Linked DNA regions of Rattus norvegicus: region 2 is linked to region 1. Evidence: chromatin contacts called from public Hi-C data. All regions are on one chromosome and are shown on one strand. The core of a region is the stretch at or near the end of the contact, and the rest is flanking DNA. Distances in the headings are between cores, read along the strand shown.

What was found. A called contact is a pair of places that touch in the nucleus more often than the background predicts.
Region 2: a contact with region 1 is called in a Hi-C map of kidney, with 2.9 times the contacts expected there. The contact joins the enhancer-like site here to the promoter of Aldh1a2 in region 1. A contact is called at or near these places in 5 of 12 Hi-C or Micro-C datasets (the Rat2 cell line, Schwann cells, frontal cortex and 2 more).

The regions. Positions count from the first base shown.
Region 1 is chr8:80,756,351-80,762,757 of GRCr8, reverse strand. Aldh1a2 (aldehyde dehydrogenase 1 family, member A2) reads right to left here and starts at 4,117. Exons shown (of 14, transcript NM_053896.2): 1 at 3,992-4,117. The coding sequence starts at 4,108.
Region 2 is chr8:80,896,009-80,902,415 of GRCr8, reverse strand. No RefSeq gene overlaps it. Among named protein-coding and RNA genes, the nearest start is that of Polr2m, 120 kb to the left of the region's middle. Within about 2 kb of position 2,410, at least 2 of the 93 cell types and tissues checked have an H3K27ac peak or open chromatin away from gene starts, as enhancers often do. A contact at or near this core is called in kidney, where this site is marked.

The sequences.
Region 1 (6,407 bases), core at 2,868-5,367:
TTTCCATTAGAAGTAGCACAAAAAGCGAAGATCTAGGCTTTCTACATTTAAAAAGAGGTGTCAGAAATAAGAAAAGTAAGAGTATGGCAGGAATGCTCTGTCTCTTTTTAAAATTCGAGGCCAAGTTCTCCCTTATCAATTATTTCTGTTTTTATTCTCTTTCTAAGGATTTTACAGAACTAAAAATGTGTGCATGTGTGAAAATGCTAAGTAAAGCAATTGGCCCTATGAAAATGCAGGCGATGTTGAAATATTCTCATTATGTTGATCAACTGATCTACTGATATGTTGAAAAGAAAATTTTGGCATTCAACCTTCCTAATAAGACTTTAAGTTCCTAGAAGGCAGCAGTTCCATAATCCAATTTACACTGTTGTTAAGGACACGGCGCCTCAAAAAACCCTTTGAACTGAGTTGAAATTGACCCCAGCAAACAGAGTGCACTTATTAAAAGGTTATTAAATGAATGATAAAAGAATAAACAATAGGTACCCAGATGTACATTTGTCCTGATGTTTCCCAGTGAGCTGCCTTTTGTGTTTTCTCTTGTAGGTGTAACATACAGTGCCCAAAAATGCCCTCTTCGTGGACCCTAATACCTCTCCAAAGTATCAAATGCTGGAGAGCAGCCTCATGTTGTCAGCTACGGGCATTTTTTCAGTTGCTCACTCCAGGAATGAACCAGTAGAGCCAGAAGGAAAGATGGAGCCAACAGAGAAAGCAGAAAGGCAGCAAAATAAACTTTTTTAAAGACCTGGGAATCTGTGAAAGGGAGAGAGAAAGAAGGAGGGAAGGGACATCCTGAGAGGAAGAGAGACCCCACCCCTCCCAGAAGTCAGGGGCAGTTCTTAGGAGAATGCTAAGCCTTAGTTTTACAATGTGCGCGCTCCCAGAACATGGCTGGCGATGCAAAAAGCCAGGCAGATAAAACAGAAATAACTCAGAAAAACTGAGAAACGCACAGCGAAACACAATCAGATCAACTATTGAGCAGTCTTCAAAGAACACAAAGGAGCATGCACTCTCTCAGCTCCACACGGGTGCCCTCCACGCTTGTCTTACATCAGTGCTCTTCTTCCTTGACTGTACATCTTGAAACAAACAAAACCCCCATTCCCTAGCAAGAATCATTTAAGAAACTTGTTGTCTAGGTTCCTGTATTAGGAGAAGAAGAAAACAGACATATTCCAAAGGCACTACTGTCATTTATCCTTAGTCTAAAATGGACATTAGAACTTGGAGCAAGCCACAGGCTTGTTTTATTTTTAATGGAATGCAATTACTTAAAAGCCAATACAAAGCCACACTTAAGCTCTTTCAGAATGCTTCTAGATTGAACTTTGCTTTCACAGCATTTGTTTTTACAGAACCTTTGACAGAAATTGGCATTAACATAATATTGGCTATTTTCCCCATTCCTTCATTTTAAAAGTGCAAAGTCCTTTTGGAAGAAGATGTAAAATGATGAAAATGGCTAATAAATGCACGATCACAAATGCAAAATATTCGAAGAACTTACTTTTTAAACTTTCATAATCTGACCAGTTATGTTGGTCATTAATCAGTTTATATTCTTGTCAGATCACATAGAAAAGTCACAGTATCATTCAATAAGAACATGTTTAATGATACAGAATTAATGATAAATTTATTTGCCATATAGTAACTTTATTTGATACAAATGTTTTGTTTCCTCTTTTTCAACAGATCCCAAGGCATACTACTTTTAAATTTTTTCCTAACAAATATGATAGCACTAAAGGACTGCCTATCTACCTAGTCCATTTTTCTGTTTGAAATTGTTAATACATTCCTCCTCGTTTTTGATCATGAATGAATTTTTAAAAGACCTCCCAACTCTTTCTTTTGAAGAGGGAGGTGGAGAAAAAAAAAGACCTTAGGCTACCAAAAGAGCAGTCACTGATCTTTCCGTTAAATAAACTGAACTAGAGCTGGTTCTTCATGATTCCTGTCTTAGAAAATGTAGAAGTCTCACTGAAGAGTTGGGCACAGAAGCTGCTCCAGTGTTCACAGATACCTGACTTTACAAAGTTTTTGTGAAAGAGCTCGCCTGTAGATGAGCGTTACTCCACCATTTACGAGGGTTGTTTGTCAAGACAAAAAATAAGGCGCCTCCTCCCCACAAATTAAAGAATCAAGTTACAATCCATTATTTCATTTCTGATTGTTTTTCTTGGTAATAAGTGGGAAAGTGGATACTGGATAAAAGTCTTCATGGAGCTAAAAAGACTCGACATTAAAGGCTCCAATTAGCTATAAATCAGTTGTCTTTCCTACTGGGGTAGAACAAGAGAGAGAAGAGAGGGGGTGGCTAGAGAAAAGCAGAATTGGAGGAGCTTCCAAATGAAATTCTGAAAAAAGATATCTACTGCAGACTTTCAGGGGCTGTTAGGATAATCTGATCAAACGTGTAAAACAAACCCTCTGGAATCACGTGTGGATCTTGCCTCTTAAGATCTCTAAAGCGCATCTGAAGAGGTTAGGGACCCTCATAAAACAAAACTTTTATGTGCATGCTTTCCTGGCTTGTTCCTAAACCCCGAGATGTGCCACACACTGGCACTATTGTTATGCAAACAATGCCTAAAGGGCTATAACCATTAACGACCTCTCATTAAAATGGCTTTCAAAAATTTGTCACACCATCTAAAAGCTAACAGGTACATTAACTCCACCTAAATCCACATTCAAAAAGACGAATCCTACCGATCCTTATTCTGAAACTCAATGCAACAAAAATTAAGAAACGACGTTTTTGCATTTCTCTTTCGACGTTAACAGTTGTCAGATGCGAGCAACTTAACTTCTCTACATTTCGCGTATCGTCTAATGCTCGCGGTGGAACACTTACCAGCTGTATCTTGTGCGTGCGCTGCATTTAACTGGCAAAAGTTTGCGGTAGGAATGAAAATCAAACAAGAGTATTCTAAAATAAACTCTCAGGAAGTGTGGCTTTAAAGGCTACAGTCGCCTCTTTGCTATTACATTCAATCCCCTTGTGTATGTATTTCACAAATTTCCCTCGTGGATATTTTTTTCCCCCTGAGAACGGTGGTGGTGGAGGATCAATTTACATGGGGCAGCGGGCGTGTATTGCTTTTTAATGCAGTTTAACGACAATAATTCGTGCTTGACAAACTAAGATGTCAGAATTCGTTAGGAAAAAATCATTAGGCTTATCAGTGCAAAAGTGAGCTCCCTAATTTGCGTGAATTCGGTTGTTTTCCCTTTTTCTAAAATGTCCATTGCCTACAAAATCCGGAGGAAATCCTGACTTAGACCTATTGCGTCTCCGCCAGGTCCCCGCGAAGTCTGTGGGACTCGGGTCCTGACAACCCTTCAGCGACTGGGCTCTGAGGGAAGCTAACCCGGCGCGGTCGCACAGCCCTGGATCCGAAGGACCGCCGGGCGACACTGGACTGCAACGCCAACCTGGCGGGGAACCCTGGTCTGCTCTGAGACCGAGGGACTGGGAGAACTGCACCCCGGTATGCGCTGAGGAAGCCCAGAGGAACACCCCTGCCAGCTGGAGCCAGGACTTGGGGACCCCAGAGCAGAACTCCATTTGCTCTGATAAAACTGGGGAATCTCAGAACCGGACCCTGGTCTGCTCTGAGATCTAAGGGACCCCAGAACTAAGCCTCGTTCTGCCCTAGGGACATCTAGGGGACCTCAGGACTGGACCCTAGCCGGTTCTAAGGAGTCGTAGGGATCCCCAGAACCAGACCCAGGTCTGCTCTGAGAAATCCCACCCCCCCAGGCAGTCCCCACGGTCCGCCGCCCCCGGCGGACCCCGCATTGCCTTCTGGTTGGGACCGGTTCCCTCAGACTCTCCCCAAGCCAGGGAGGAACTTCAGAAGCCCGCATCGCGGTCCCCGCGGAGGCGCGGGGATGACAGGCGACCTCCGGGACCCGGTCACCGAAGAGATCTAGAGGACGCTTCTAGGCAGCGTCCGCAGGACGGCTTTACCTTGGTGTACTTGATCTCGAGGTTGGGCGTGGGTGACGGCAGGAGCTGCAGCGAGGCCATGAGCGCGGCGGGGTCGGCCTTCACCTCGCCGGGCATGGCGATCTCGCTGGAAGTCATGGGCGGCCGCGGGTGGGTGTGCGCGGGGCGCTGCGCGGCCGGGGCGCGCTCGCTGTATATAGGCAGGTGTCAAGCGGGGGGCGCTTCTTATTGGACGTGCGGCCCACAGGCGCGGGGGGCCGGCCCATGAGGACATTTGCATACGGCCGTGCGCGGCGCCCGCACGGTCAAGTCCGCGGCCCACGCTCCCGCGGGCGCCCCCGTGGGCCTCGACGGCCGGAGCGCCGCCTCGGCCGGACCGCGCTGGCTGATGGCGGCCCCGCGAGCCTTAAGCGCTGACCGACCCGGAGGAGAGGCGCCCGAGCTCCAGCCCTGCCGAGCTATGCGCCCTTCCTTCCACTCGCTCTCCTCCAACCCCCGCGGTCCGGAGCAGACCGAGAGAGCCTTCGCCCAGGCTTTCACGTGGCGCGAAGGGCGCGTGGCCGCTGGTGGGGTAATAGATGCTCCCCACACTCCGGAGGAGAACCTTCTGGAACCGCCGACGCCGCGCTGGCCCCCGCCAGCCTTCTCAGCCCAACTGCTGCCCTCTGCCGGCCCCGCGGCCTAGCTGTGCCTGAGGCCGTGGGCTTCATCTGCCCTGGGTTAGGTAGTTAGTTCCAGTCCTTGATGTTCTCCTCCCAGCCCTTTCTTTTCCTGATCCCAACCACACCATAAACCCTCGGGATTGTCTGTTGCTCTTCAGGGCATCCTGTCAGACCTCCGGGTTGAGCTTCCCTCTCCATTCCCTTCTCGTCCTACAAGCAGCCTCACAATTAAGTAAAGATGGGCGCTGATCAGGAACAGTTCCCTCCACTTAGCGTGGGAGCGTCACTGGACTAATGTCAGGGCCCCATGTAGACAGCTCCTTATAAGGCTTTCCGCCTCGATCCCTGTGAAAGCCTCACGGTTTTACCCACAGATTCCACCCGTTTTTCTGTGGAAGACTGAACTCCCAAGCAACTGCTTCATTCTTACCTTCATTTTCAGAACTCCTTGACTCAGAATCATTTCTTTGCATGTTGTTTACGACAAAACGCTTACTATAGATGTGGTCATTAACTAAAATTCCCTAATGATTGGTGCTTAAATTCTACGCAGACAGAATGCTGTTGTCTTAATTGAGTTTGTGAGACAGTTTCAGGCTCTGAGAATCTGCCTAAAGTGATCCGAGTGGGCTGCATCGTAGAGCAACAATAGAGCTTAATTTGAGCAGCTGAGAGGTTTCCATTCACAGGGACCATTTATGGCCGAAGAGTATGTCATAATAACCGAATATACTCCCAAGAATCGCTCTTATTTAAACAGTAGAGGACCAGATACTGAGAATAAGAACTTGGTGGGGAGGTAGCTGTGTGGGTAGAGTGCTTGCCTAGAATGCTGGATTCAGTTGCCAGCACCACACAGAACTGGGGTAGTGATGCATGCCTATAATTCCAGCACCCCACCGGGGAGGTGGAGACAAAAGGGTTAGAAGTTCATCCTCCCTTATAGGAGGGAGAACGCGCGCGCGTGCGTGCGTGCGTGTTTGTGTGTTTGCCGTGGGGGCGGGAGGGTGATCTCAGGATTTGGCGAAGGAAGAGCAAAAGCCCCAGAAAATCGTTTTTGTTGCTGTTCTTCGACTTGTTATTGTAGTTTTTGTTTGGAGTGTTTTATTTTTGTTGTTCGTTTGTTTTGTTCAGAGGTATTTTCCCCATCTTTCAAGCAGGGCACAATGCTGGAGGTCACTTTAAAACTAGATGAATCTAGCCTTGCTCCCGGGTAAGCTCAGAACCTTTCCTATAGATCTATAGGATCACTGACTACAGGAGGGACAGCTCTCAGACGTGGAGCAAGGACCTTGGTGCTCCACCTAAAGCCGAGGCTGAGTAACTAGGGAAGCTGACCTTTGCCCTGCTTGTAGCTAGAGAAGTGAAACTTCGCTGGTAGAGGTAGAAAAACTGCCGCAGAGTCTGCAAAGGCACCTGAACCCCTAGAGCTGTGCAAGAATGTTCCAGGGAGTATCAGATGCAACCGGGGGAGCAGCACACAAGGCGGGTAAGGCAGTTAACTCCAGCTTGTGGGAGCCTAAATGCTTCTGGGGATCTTGATGGAAGTACTGAAAACCCATTAGAAGTCTTTGAGGAAGAACGCAAACGGGGAAACTTGTGTTGTGTCGGAAGGCTGAAAATGGTCTGGAAGGATTGCCTAAAAGCATAAGCCGAAAGTTTGCCCCTTTGACCCCTCTCTTACTTGCTAACTGCAATTTGAAAGACCAGTCAGTATGCATGGATCATTATCAACATTTGGTGCAGGTAAATTGAGTTCTGTCTTGGGAGTTAAG
Region 2 (6,407 bases), core at 1,161-3,660, 140 kb before region 1:
ACTGGGAAAGCAGAGACAGAAAGATCCCTGGACTTACTGACCAGCTAGCCTAGCCTAATTGGTGAGCCCCAGGATGATGAGGGACCCTGTCTCAAAAACAAGGTAGATGATGTTGACCAGTGCCCTCCCCCATACACACGTGCATGCACATGCATCTACTGAAGTACTTTTTAGTATTATCCAATATGAAGGAAAATACTTTTGTGTTAAAAATGACTATTTTGGGATTGGAGAGATGGCTCAGCAGTCAAGAACACTTGCTGCTCTTGCAGAGGACCAGGTTTGGTTCCCAGCACCCACATAATGGCTCACAACTGTCTGTGACTACCCTCCAGAAGAAATAACACCCTCTTCTGGCCTGCCTGGGAACTGCACTCATATGGTGCACAAAATAAATGTAGGCAAAAGACCTATGCATATAAAATCTTAATTTGTTTTTGCATTTTGTTCCAAACACTAACATATTTATTTCTTTTTTGTTTTTTTCTTTTTCCTTAAAAAAATGTGCATGCGTGTTTCACTAGGATCTGTGTCTTGTACCACCAAATGCAGTGCCTGTGGAGGCCAGAAGAGGGCTCCAGACCCATGGCTAGAGTAACAGACCCATGCTGGTGCTGGGAACTGAATCTAGGTTCTCTTCAAGAGAAGAGGTTACCTTAATGACTGAGCATCTCTCCAGCCTCTCGCCTCTCTTCTCTCTCTCTCTCTCCTCTCTCTCTCTCTCTCTCTCTCTCTCTCTCTCTCTCTCTCTCTCTCTCTCTCTCTCCTTTCTTTCTTCCTTTTAAATATCCTATTTTTTAAAAAATAATTCCATGAGAATTGTTTTCTTTAGGAAGGCTAGCAATTTTGTGTTAGCTCTTACAGAGACTTTACATCTGCACTGAAGGCTTTGCTCGATCTCTTGTGTGGAAAGCAGTTGGACTCACGCCTGAGTTTCTTCAGGTCTGAGCAGTCCTCCTCCTTGCTTCACTGTTTCCTCTGAGAGCGAGGTCTTCTTCTCTCGGGATCCTGATTTTATTCCCTGCTTCCTGAGATTCTCTTCATCTGCTCCAGAACACGCACAAAGGAAGGCTAGTCTCCATTGGCCCTATTCCAAGCATGACAGCATTCTTTTCTCTTGCAGTTCAGGGAAGCTAACTTGGACTTATGAAAGCTACCACAGCTGGGCTGGGGTGTAGCTCAATGGTAGAGCACTTGCCTGGCATGCACAAAGCCCAGGGTTTGATCCCTTGCATCACAAACAAAACAAAACAAAACAAAACAAAACAAAAGGCAAGTCATTATAACTAATCCTATGTGTCTGGCATAACACATCCTTAGATAAATAATTACAAGTTTGATTGGGTTTCAATAAAACACTTGCCTGAAAATACACTTTAGACTTTACTTGGGGAAGATGTTGTTCTAATGAAGTTAGCTGTACACATCTTCTATTTTGTTTTTATGCCAAACATCTTTCTAGCGTCTTCCATTTCCTAACCTTTCTATGCCGAGGTTCATTTAAAATACTTGGGGTGATGGCAAATGACAGCTAGGTACTTCCAGGCCCCAGCTTTGTGACAAGAGAAGGGTGTGTCCTGTGAGGCCACGTGAACGACACACGAGGCATTTCTTTTTTAGACACCAATTCTTAATTTGCAAGAAGATTGAACTTCCATTCTGTGACTGAAGACTGTTACTGTCCTGAAGGAAGGCTTTGAAATGTTAATCAGATGCTTGTGGGTTCAGAACATTTTCTCCCTCTCCAGGGCCAGCTCCCCCAGCTGTCGTCACAGCCCCTCTCTTTTACCAAACATGGACGCCGTCCAAGTGACTTCACTGTTGAGACCAAGTTGAAATGGTCATTCCAGGGTGACCTGAGGCCTAATGGGTCGCCAGGACTTCTGACTCTTCTGTCCAAGCAACCTGTGACATCTTCCCACCAGTTGACATTTGCCAACATCGCTGGCAATCAGTAGCTCCTGGTTTAGAAATCACCATCTTACTCAGACCTGGACAGGAACTCTGTCTTCTGAGTTTGCTTCCACAAGTCAATTCTATTAGCTTCTGTGATTGAGTTTCTTTGTCCGCTGGGAGAGTGTTTGTTTGTTTGTTTGTTTTCCACACCAGTCAATCCCACCAGCTCCTTCTTTTCATCAGCCATCAAATATTTCATAATTCCTAAGGTTTCACCTGCGGCCACCTTTAATTTGGGATAGGTGTGACTTTTTGTGCGTTACAGACTTTGGGCAGAGCTACTCTAAAAAAAAAATGCTCTAGTTGTCTGTGGTAGCCTTTAAGGAGAATTTTTTGTTGTTTTAAGATTTCGATTATTAATTAACAGAAGAGCTGAGCGGTCGTAGGCTTACCTATTAGAGAGAGTGTTGACTTCGGTGGGAGGCCAGCCACACAACTGCACCTGTAGGCTCCTCGAGCTTCCTCTAATGCCGACATCTTGAAAATATAGTTTAATGATTAAGCCAAGGGACTTTCTAGTTACTGGTTTATATTAAACTACTTAATAACTTACAGATCCTGTGTAAATATTGCCAGTTTTCTCACTAACATTCTTTCTCAGAGCCTAGAATTCTGCATTCCAGTCAGATGTCCCAACCCATGAAGTTCCTTCTAGGTGTGACAATTCCTCGGTCTCTCGTGTTGCCTTGAAGAATACTAGTCATTCATTTACCACGTCTATTAAATTAAATTACTTTGGTGAGCCCTTGAGTTTAGGTTAAGGCTTTCTCTGTTTGGTACAATGCTATATATGTATGTGTTCTTAGTGAATTATATCTAGATATGTCTTATAAATGATGATGTTAATTTTCATCACGTTATGAAGATAGTATCTAATTTTTTTCCAACATAAAGGCACTATTTTCTCACTTATAATTGACAAGTATCTTTTTTGTACATATACGTACGTGTCTGTATGTCAGTGTGTGGGTTGTGGTGGTTGTGGGTGAGTGGGCACTTATAGTCTGTGGGTGTGGGTGTGCACATGGAGGACAAAAGTCAACTGTGTGTACCTTTCCTCAAAAGCTGTTCATTTTGTTTTGTTTGTTGGGCAGGGTTTCTTACTGGCCTGGAGGTCACCATGTGGACAAGGCTGGCTGACCAGTGGAGGTCACCATGTGGACAAGGCTGGCTGACCAGTGGAGGTCACCATGTGAATGAGGCCTCTGCCTGCCTCTGCCTTCTACATTGTTCTGGGATTACAAGCTCGAATCACATGCCTGGGCTTTTCCACATAGTGTTGGAGGCTGGAGCTCCGTCCTTAGGCCTGCATGGTCCCCAGATGAGCATCTGATTAGGAGCTCACATGGACCCCATGCAACCATTCCATTCCTGTCAAGTGTCCACCCGCTGATTGGAGAGCCTTGATGGCTCTCCCAGCAATTCACACTTAAAGCTGTCTCGCCTAGCAGTGAGTTCTGTCTCCTGTTTCCTTCTACTCTGTTACTAGAATCCTGTTGTAAGAAGAGCTGCTTTTCTTCCCTCTTTTAATATACGAGTTGAGTTCACAATTATTAACTTCATTTTTAATACTGCTGTGTGTTTTATTCTTCAGATTATCCCGTCTTTGGCTGTTGGGAGTTCCTTTGAGTTGGACCCAATGTTCTTTTAGAACATGTTTGAGGCGCTTACATACTTTACAATTAGTTCGCAGTGCTCCAGGCACATTTTGTGTTTTCTCCCACCCAATCCTGGGATCAACCACTTTCCTGAAGAAATTCTAGCTTTTAAAAAAAATCAATAATGGTGTTTGAAAACCAAGACCTGGATACTGGCTGTGCTTTTCACGACAAGTATGTTGGATGCTATTCAACTGTAGGTCTTCTAGGTGGACAGAATTAGGAAGTATGTGTATATATTACACATACATTTATAATTATATAATATTCATGAATCTCTTTTAATTTAACTTTAATTAAGAGATTCATTTTCTCTTCCTTCCTTCCTTCCTTATTTTCTTTTTTCCCTTTTTCTTTTTTGCTTTTTTTATGAGATATTTTCAAATCAAGAACAGACTTGTTATTCTGGGACTTGGTACCTACTTCAGTGTCTGGTGGTGTGAGAACGCCCAAGGCTCCATCCAGCATAATCAATACTCCTGAGAAAAAGGAATTGAAAAGGCTGTGCTCCCTCTAGTGGTAAAATGGAGTACCCGACGATTCAGGTTGTGGGGAGGACTTGAATGTATGAATGAGTTTAGCAGAGTAACCAACAATTAATTAAGCAGATTGACCCATGGGGTAAAATAGATAAGCAGATTGAATTAGTATGCGACTCCTCTGTAGCATAAACGACCCCTCCGGGCCAACGCTTGGCTGGGCAGTTTACTACCATGGCACAAACGCTGTTTTCCAAAACGTATTCACACAGATCTTCTCTTTGGGTGTGCCTAACAAGTTTTCCAGGCAGACAGAAAGAACCCTGTTTTATTGCTTACACTCCACAAACAAGAAGCCAGCCTCGAAACGGTTAAATGGGTTGCCAAGTTAACAGGGCTTGCCTGGGATGGAGCTTGAGTTCAGAGTGTTTGGTGGAAGAGCAGGTCTGTTTGGTCATTGACAGTCTTCTGCTAAAAGATTTTAAAACATCTAAAACATTTCACTACAGTGTGTGTGGCGGGGGGGGGGGGGATTGGGGTGGCAAACAAGTAAAAAACCAGAAAATCCTAACCCATAATTGTAGAAGGAAGAAACCTACATTTGGACTCTTGGAAGTATTTTTAGCAGTTCATAAAAAGTAAGAAAAAAGACAAGTGTGACTATCTGTGACGCCCTTTATCAGGTTAGCACCCAGTTAAACCAGGTCAGAGGAGCTTTGTAAATACAAACTCCAGACTCTCAATGAACTTCCTACCACCAGGTGTGGCCTGAGATACACCAGTCTGGGAAGCTAGCCACCATAAACCCCCAGGGGCCTCGGAAGAGCCTATAACCACCTCATCTGCCTGTATTGTCCCTGGTCTTTTTAGAGGCCTCTTTTCTTTGGCTGAACAGAGATCGCTCACCACTGATCACTCCTAACTAGAAGGAGACACAGCCCCTCATCTTCATTTACCCAGGTTTGAAGCCAAGAAAGAGGCTGATCAATAGATTCATCATTCTGCAATCATCTGAGAGGCCAGCAAGGTCTCAGGAGCGATATTCAGAAGAACAGACTTGTTATTCTGGGGCTTTGGTATCTAATCTCTGAACCCCCCGCCTCTCATTACAGAGGTAACCATGGGAAGTCATAAAGATGTATCATTCATTTAAAGTGAAAGACTTAATCTTGCCTCTCCTGGGACTTCCTCTATTTGAGAACGCTGACTCAGCATTCTAAAGGACCGAGAGGTGCCAATTTCGAGTTACACTGCAGGGATGAAGCCGTCTCTTTGCTCACGGGGGCTAACGGGAACTCCACAGCATTTGCACCACTTGGACTCAGAGTTGGTGATTTTTCTGAAAACTCACTAGAACTGTTTCTCTCTTTGGTATGCTGTGAAATGTGGTTGCTAGGTCTGATTTGGAAAATCAAAATGGATAAAATATGCCACAAGATAGAGTTTCCGACTCTATTTGGGGGAGTTGAACAGGAAATAAAAATGAATAACCCGTGAAAGCGTATGTATCACTCGTTCCTTAAGGTTCAGGCTGGAAAGGGCACTTGAAGGCTCTGTAAAATTCTTGCCGTTGTTGTCTCCCCTTGTCCTCAGCTGCCCAGTGAGGAGACAAAGAACAGGCTCTCAAGTCAACATCTGGTTGTGTCTAGGCGGGGACAGCAAAGCTCTTCTCCCACACGCAGGTGTGACATGTGTTGTCTGGACACCACATGGCACAGTTCAAAGATGAGAAGGGGATGGGTGTGTCCTCTGTAATGGTCCACTTCATCCGCTGGCACAGTCCCCAGAGTGACACAGGGGATGGAGGCAACACACTTCCCATCACTTCTACACATCAGGAAACAACGGTCACGGCAACCCCGCCTGCATGCCTGTCGTGGATGCCTGGGGAGCACAGTGGAGGACAGTCTTTAGACATAACTATCTGGGGCCTGCCAACCAGGTCATAGAGATGTTGTCTTTAATGATAAAAGCATCTAATCCCCCCCCAACACACACACACACACACACACACACACACACAAGAATGAGTGAGAAAAGCCACCCAGAAGGCTAATGTCCTTTGGGTTGTCAGCAAAAAGAGCCATGAGACTCGATCACCCTTCTGAGCTGGCTTTCCCCCCATCCTACTCAAGACCAATGCTTCCAGCCTTCCACAGCTCTTTCTCCCATTTCTCTCTGTGTGCTGCTCACCACGTGAGATGTAAGTCAAGTTTCTCCTGCTCTAAGACCCGGCTCACAGGAAGTTCCAATTCCCTTCTTCTGTCACTACTGGACCTTCAGAGTGTGCGCTCCCTGTTCTCTGCTACAGAAC